2 separate regions of the Lactuca sativa genome follow, and region 2 is linked to region 1. A link is a contact called in public Hi-C data. All regions are on one chromosome and are shown on one strand. Each heading gives the region's core, a stretch centred on a gene start, on an enhancer-like site or on the middle of the called end of the contact. The rest is flanking DNA. Distances are from core to core; before and after follow the strand shown. Region 1 holds the start of LOC111911561 (glycosyltransferase BC10). Region 2 holds the start of LOC111909261.

Region 1 (3,410 bases), core at 745-3,244:
TTTACCCATATTCTATGGGTAGACACATTTTTCAGTATTTGGCATATCTTCCAAAGGGGATGTTTTCAACCATAGTTTCTTTCACAAAATTTCCCATTACAAAATGAGATTTGTAACAACAATCATATCATTCACCTCCCTATTTTATAAGCATAAATGTTTTATTTTAATAGTATACCTTAAACTACCACTATTATATCAAATATAAGAACTTCTTTTCTCTTTAAACACCCACCCACAAAATGCCAACCTAATGTGAGTAAACCAAGAGGTTACGCTATCTTGAACAACTTCAAACAATTTAAGCAAGCAAAGCCTAGCAAACAGACACCTATATTAATTACTAGAGACCAAAAATTGGCCTTTCGTTTAGACTTTTACTTGATATTAATGTATTTTATTTTATTCATTGCCTAACCCCAGAAAGTGATGATGCTAAACAAAGACAAGAGACAAATGAGTCACACTAAAGAACATAAGCATACCGCAATCACACCTAAAAGTGTCACTTTCTATCAGCACATATAGCGAATCTACCATGTTTGATCAACAACTCCCATGAAATAATCTACCAGTGCATTCCCAGTTATAGCTGTTTAACCACATCTAAGTATAGAAGATCAAATAGAAATGTGAGGGGATTACCAGAAAACTCAAAAGAATTCAGTCCCGGAAAATGACTTCCGTGGCCATGTTCATCAATGGCTGCAAGCAATCCGGTGAGAACTTTCTTGCAAACATGTAAGAGTTTGTGAAATTAGACTGTCGCAGCTTGTAGACGAGCTCAGGCGACACCTCCGGCGGATAATATGTATGTGGGTGTCCATTAACACTATCAGTCCAATTCACACGAGTCAGTGTATATCCGGTACACCCTTCTGGATCCTCCATGGACAACAATGTTGGAAAATAATGCTCTTCAGGGTAACACGATTGCGGCCTCAGACAATTCAGCTTGAACTTCTTCCATAGCCGCCGATCACTGACCACCAGCAGTGCGTGCCTACGCGTCAGCGTAAAGAACTGTGAACCCATTCGAAATTTATTAAATGGAACTTCGGGAACCATCACGCCTTTCCCTCTGGCATTGTACCTGTCCAAAATATTGGGATCTTTGGAAATTATCTCGATGAAGCTTTTGTACTTCAAATGTCGCAATTCGGCTATTTGATGCGATTTAACTTCGAAAAGGGTATCGTAAAAGAAGTTGAAAGAGTGAAGGGGTACGCAATGCTGGGAGATAAGCGTGAAAAACGCGTTAGAAGGATCGTCGAGTAGTGCGGTGGCAAGGAGACGACGAGCGGCGGAGACGAGAGTGGCGGTTCCACGATGAGTTTTCTTAGCAGTAATGAATCGATCTTCAGAAAAAATCCCACCAGGGCTTTTGATTTTGGTCTTCACAGTTGGGTCGGCGTGAACATACAAAGAGTAGAGATGACGATTTGATTTGTTGCCATTAAAGAACTGTTCCCATAAAGGGGCGAAGTGAAGGTCGGAGTTTGTGAGGAAGAGGAAGGCGATTTTGGGTTTAGAATTGGTGGATCCGAGATGGGATTTAGGTCTAGATGGGTTGTTTGCGTTTGATTCAACGGCAGCGGCCCTCCGGAAAAGGGAAAGATCTTCAAGTTCCTCGGGGAAGGAGATGGGTGGTGTTGGCGGGGGAGGGAGGATGTGTGGGGCTAAGTAAAAGAGACCAGGAAGACATAGTAGGAGTAGAATGATTGTCGGGATTAATGGCGACGGTGCTGCTGCTACTGCGGAATTGGACGAAGATGAAGAGGAGGTTATCATCATTGTCGAGTGAAATTTGAAGTTGAAGCAGTATTGATTTGGTTCTTAATTCAAGATTATGGATTGGGTGTGAATTTCTGCATAGTGCTCAACCGATGGTGAGGGGTTTGGGGCCTGGGGGTGATGATGAAATGAGATGAGATTGGTTGGACAACACCATCAAAACATAAATGTGATGTGATCTCTGTATATTCTATACTGAAAAAACAAACAAGCATCTTTATAACAATTTTAAAATCTACTTGTATACATTCAACATACTAAATTACAAATTTTGTAGTTGCACCATTTATCTGATGGTTTTACTCTTTTTTTTTTTTTTTTAAATGAATTGTTTATGTGAAGCTTCAAAATTTTGTCCAAATATATAAGGAAATTCATTTTAATCAATTTATATCGTTATTATTGAAGTTGTTATAAAATTCGATCATTTATATACACACGAGATGGTAAGAGTTTCATTTAATTATATACAAATTGACCAAAAAAAAAAAGTTAAAACTTACCTAAGTATATTAGTTAACATAAATAAGTTGTAAATTTGATTAATCCTTTATATTATTATCTAATAAACCAGTAAAAAAAATTTCGTTTTGCAGGGGTCGGAAGACATGGATCTATACATTATCTTAAATATGTTGTAAATTTGATGAATCTTTTATATTATTATCTAATAAACCAGTAAAAATTTCTCTGTTTTGGAAGGCATGGATTTATACATTATCTAAAATATGTTGTTTTGCAAAGGTTGGAAGGCATGGATCTATACATTGTCTCAAATATGTTATTGTTGCATTTATGTACTATTTTGGTCATGGAGTGTTTGCAAATGGATATTAAAACAAATATTTTATTTATTTATGTATTGATGTGGAGGTCATTACATTACTAATCTCAAACAATTTTTGTCAAAATAACAACACCTTTTAACTGAACCTTTAGTTTCAAATAATATTCACTAAAATAACATTCTTTAACTACATTTAACTATTGAAGCTTTAGTCTCAAAATAATAATCACAACATTTTATTCTGATAACAACCCAAAACTCACTTATATATATTCTCAAGATTCCACCTACATTTTATTGTGATAACAACCCAAAACTCACTTACATATATTCCCAATATTCCATCTTATCTGAGTTATTCAATAACAACCAAAGTCTTTTAAAAAAAACTAATTGTGTAAAGATGACTAACAAATAAATGGATATAAATAAAGTAACTTTCATTATTAAATCGGTCAACATTAACTAAAAAAAGCTAACATTATAGCAAAGAATTAGGAACTATCATAAGAGAGTCTTCTCCATTAAGAAATAAGATAGTTTTGAGTCTCATCGTTATAACTTCACCTTCTGGTACAATAGATCCAAATTCATCATGCAACTAAAATACTTGAAATAAAAGACCCTTATGTTACCTTTTTATGACAAAGAATTTACCCGATATAATATTGAAATATGAAATTTACCCTTCTCAATCATTTAAAATACAATATATATATATATATATATATATATATATATATATATATATATATATATATATATATACCCAAATCCATTTTTTTAAAATATTTTTACTACTTTATAATCTTTTTTTGTAAACTGAAAT
Region 2 (3,402 bases), core at 3-2,502, 220 kb before region 1:
ATACATACCTCTATGTGGAATTTCTTTTCCTGCAATCGCCTCCAACCTTTTTCTAACCTTCTATTTTCAAGTTCACATGTTAAACATACATACAAATATGAAATCCAATCCTTCAATTCCTCAAATGATCTTTAAGTTTTATATGTATGTAGCAAAAATTGATGTGTATGCAACAAATCAAAAGAAGAAAATAAAAAAATAAAAAATAAAATAAAAAAAAAAAAAAAAAACGAAATCGTAATGTTTTGGGTCCTTGATGGTAAACCTAGAGAGAGAGAGAGAGAGAGAAGAGAGAGGTTTAGGGCATGGAATCATATCTTATCTTCTATCTGCAAAACATCAAAATCAAAATCAAAAGTGTGGTTTAGGGCTTGAAATCGAGATCAAAAGTGAATTTTAGGGCTTGAAACTGTTGCTTACCTTTGAAATTTAGGCCTTGACATCGTAAGCTGTCTCTTATCTGCAAAATATCAAGATCGAGAGTAAGTTTCAAGGATTGAAATCGAGATAGAGAATGAGGTTTGGAGCATGATATCGTCACACACGCACACATAGATATTTTTATTTTGTGCTGGTCTTCCCAATTTTATCCTACAAAAAAAAATTCTAATAATGAAAAGGTAACAAAAAATTCACTTTCTCGTGATCTTGAATGGAGCGAGATAATAGAAACAAAGAGAAGCCTTTTGGGTCTCTAATAGAAAAGTGTTTCCAAATATGAAGATAAGGGGGTACCTTGGTGAATCCGTATCAGGCGGTCGCTTATTAAAGGGTAACAATCTGGCAATCCAACTCGTCGTGAAAGATAAAGGACAAATGAGAGAGGAGGAGAATGCAGGAGTAGGCTCGTGTTGAAGAAGTGAGGTTGGAGAAGTGAAGCGGTGTTGCTAGTGATGCGGAGACGGTGGAAGTGACCGGTGAGTAAGAGAGAGGGACTTAGAGAAAATGTGAACGAAGTTGTATGAAGCAAGATGTATAGATCCACAGGAACCATAAGGATTTCGTGGAAATTTCAATTTGTTGAGTTGTTTAAGCGGGTTTTCATCTCCACCGGCCGCAAATTAAGGGATGATGATGATAACATGTTGTGATTGACGGATTCAAAATCTTATATTTGACTTTTCAACTGTTGACGGACTGCAATATATAAATTGATTGTATATGATGTATTAAGGGTTGTAGCTCTTAAAATTCATAAATGCTTATTAAAGTATTAAGATATATTATTAATTATACACAAAATTACTGTTTTAAGTCATGCCTTACAAACGACAAGGCTCGCTACAACTCGAAAAAAAACTTGAGGCTTGACTTTGCCGCCAAGTCACGTCTAACATTATTTAGAACCTTGATATTGTGTATTGTGTATGCGTACTAAGCATTCTTGCTTACTTGTGGTTTATTAATATTTTCCAGGGAAAGGACACAACTGGATTGCTATGAGCTTTCGCATGCACATTTAAAGATTCTTAAAGTTTCTCAATTAATTTCATTTATGACATTATAAATATGTAAATTGGGTTTTTGACTTCTGCAGTTTTGTTTATGAAATGTTTTTAGTAAACTCTAAGAGTTTTTTTAACGGAATAATATTTTAATTTGTACTTTAAACAAAAACTAGGATGTTACATTTTTTGGTTCTTGCGTAATGGTGTTTAGTGCTGGAATTGTCTGCTGCTTTTAGATTCTCGAACACTTTCGCCCTTCGCTTCTCATTTGGGGTTGGTATTTTTTCCATTGCTTTTGCCTTATGCTTGGAGGACGGTGGCTTCCTATGTTTTTTACCTTTTAGTAATACTATGTTGTGTGCGGTTTGCTGCTTGTTGTTTTAGTGGTAGTTTGGTTCCTTTTTGCTTTGGTTTTTTTATCATAACTCTTGCTAACTTTCCGTTGGAAAAAAATAACAAGAAACTAATCAAACTACAATCATTCTTCTACCATGTTTCGCAAATGAAAATACATATTTGCTTGCCTATTGTATTATAAACTAAAGAAGTATATATCTAATTGACCCAAATAAAAACATGCAAGATCCATGATAGAATAGTCGTCGATCTTTTTGTAAAAATCATAGATAGAGATAGAGACTAGGAAACACAAGAAACATTATCCAACTGAGGATATAAATAAAGGCTAGACTCAAGTTAGTTTATTAAGTAGTCACGACAGGTCCAGGTCCAGGTCCAGCGTTGACAGGTTTCTGATACACCCTGACAACCGGCGTCCCATCAGTCCCATCATCCTTAACTCTCCACCCTCTATCCTTCTTTCTCTGAGGCTTTTTATGATGCTGATGTTTATGAGAGGCAGAGGCAGAGGCAGAGGCGGCAGGAGGCAGCAGCTTCCTCCTTTCACCAGGTACTACCCCTTTACTCGATCCCAACAACCCATTAGTCATATCAAAGTTCTCAAGATCATCCATAACCTCTTCCAGCCTCCCTTCACCACCACCACTTTCCGATCTCTCATCCACCTTCTCTACATTCTCCTCCTCCTCCTCCTTCTCCCCTGGCGGCAGTTGATAATGGGGTAGTTTTCCGTCAATATAATCCTTCAAAATCTGGCGAGCAGCTTTCGTTTCATCGGGTAAACCACTGGAAGCGACATAGCCACGAGAGGCACAGTATGACCTCAAAAGCTCAGCGGCCAATGGTGGGCGGTTTTCGGGCTCGTAGGGCTTAGGTTTGGGGAGGGTAATATTATACACAGCCTGGATGACATGTCTGGGAACTCGATCAGCCACCACCTGTACCGCTTCCCGGTGCTCCGTCATCCGGTGAATGGGTAAAACTCCGGATGCAATCATCTCGTATCTCGAGCTTGTAAACGACGGGAACACTAACCCGGGGCAATCACATAACGTAAGTTTTTCAGTGATTATTAAGGTTTGAAAATGCTTGGTTTTCCCGGGGGTAGAAGTTACACCGGTCCGTTTTGCCCCTACCAAAGCGTTGATTGTTGAGCTTTTACCTACATTCGGGTAACCTACAAATCCCACTGTTACATGTTCCGTGGTCCCCGTCCTCATTTCCACTATTTCCTCTGCCTCTGACTGTAAACGGGACAATAACTCATCCCTCGAGTATAGTTTTGTATCTGTATCTGAAGAAGAAACAGGAACAGGTGCTTTTTTCCCTTCTAACTCCGCAGTTGCAACTTTGGCTGACCAAAACACGTACAGAATGTCATGGAGCTTCATGTATTCAGCCCATTTTTGTCTGCAAAAAAATCAACACAGGAACAACTAAAATATAGAGCTCCCATTCTTCTATTTTTGTGATTAAGACCAAAATACCACCATCAACATACATTTATTGAAATAAAAATATGATAATTAAACAAAAATATTTGGATATAAATAAGAGTTTTGAAAATTATGTTGGTTTTTATAATTGAATCCCT

The links. A called contact is a pair of places that touch in the nucleus more often than the background predicts.
Region 2: a Hi-C map of seed shows a contact between it and region 1, with 8 times the contacts expected there. The contact joins the promoter of LOC111909261 here to the promoter of LOC111911561 in region 1. A contact is called at or near these places in 2 of 4 Hi-C or Micro-C datasets (leaf and seed).

The regions. Positions count from the first base shown.
Region 1 is chr2:93,194,465-93,197,874 of Lsat_Salinas_v11, reverse strand. It overlaps LOC111911561 (glycosyltransferase BC10), which reads right to left and starts at 1,994. Exons shown (of 2, transcript XM_023907317.3): 1 at 646-1,994. The coding sequence starts at 1,794. The coding sequence ends at 664.
Region 2 is chr2:93,414,870-93,418,271 of Lsat_Salinas_v11, reverse strand. LOC111909261 reads right to left here and starts at 1,252. Exons shown (of 3, transcript XM_023905053.3): 1 at 736-1,252; 2 at 421-460; 3 at 223-329. The coding sequence starts at 994. The coding sequence ends at 326. It overlaps LOC111909263 (GTPase LSG1-1), which reads right to left. Exons shown (of 7, transcript XM_023905054.2): 7 at 1,913-3,218. The coding sequence ends at 2,153. It overlaps LOC111909262 (a long non-coding RNA gene), which reads right to left and starts at 199. Exons shown (of 2, transcript XR_006188005.1): 1 at 9-199.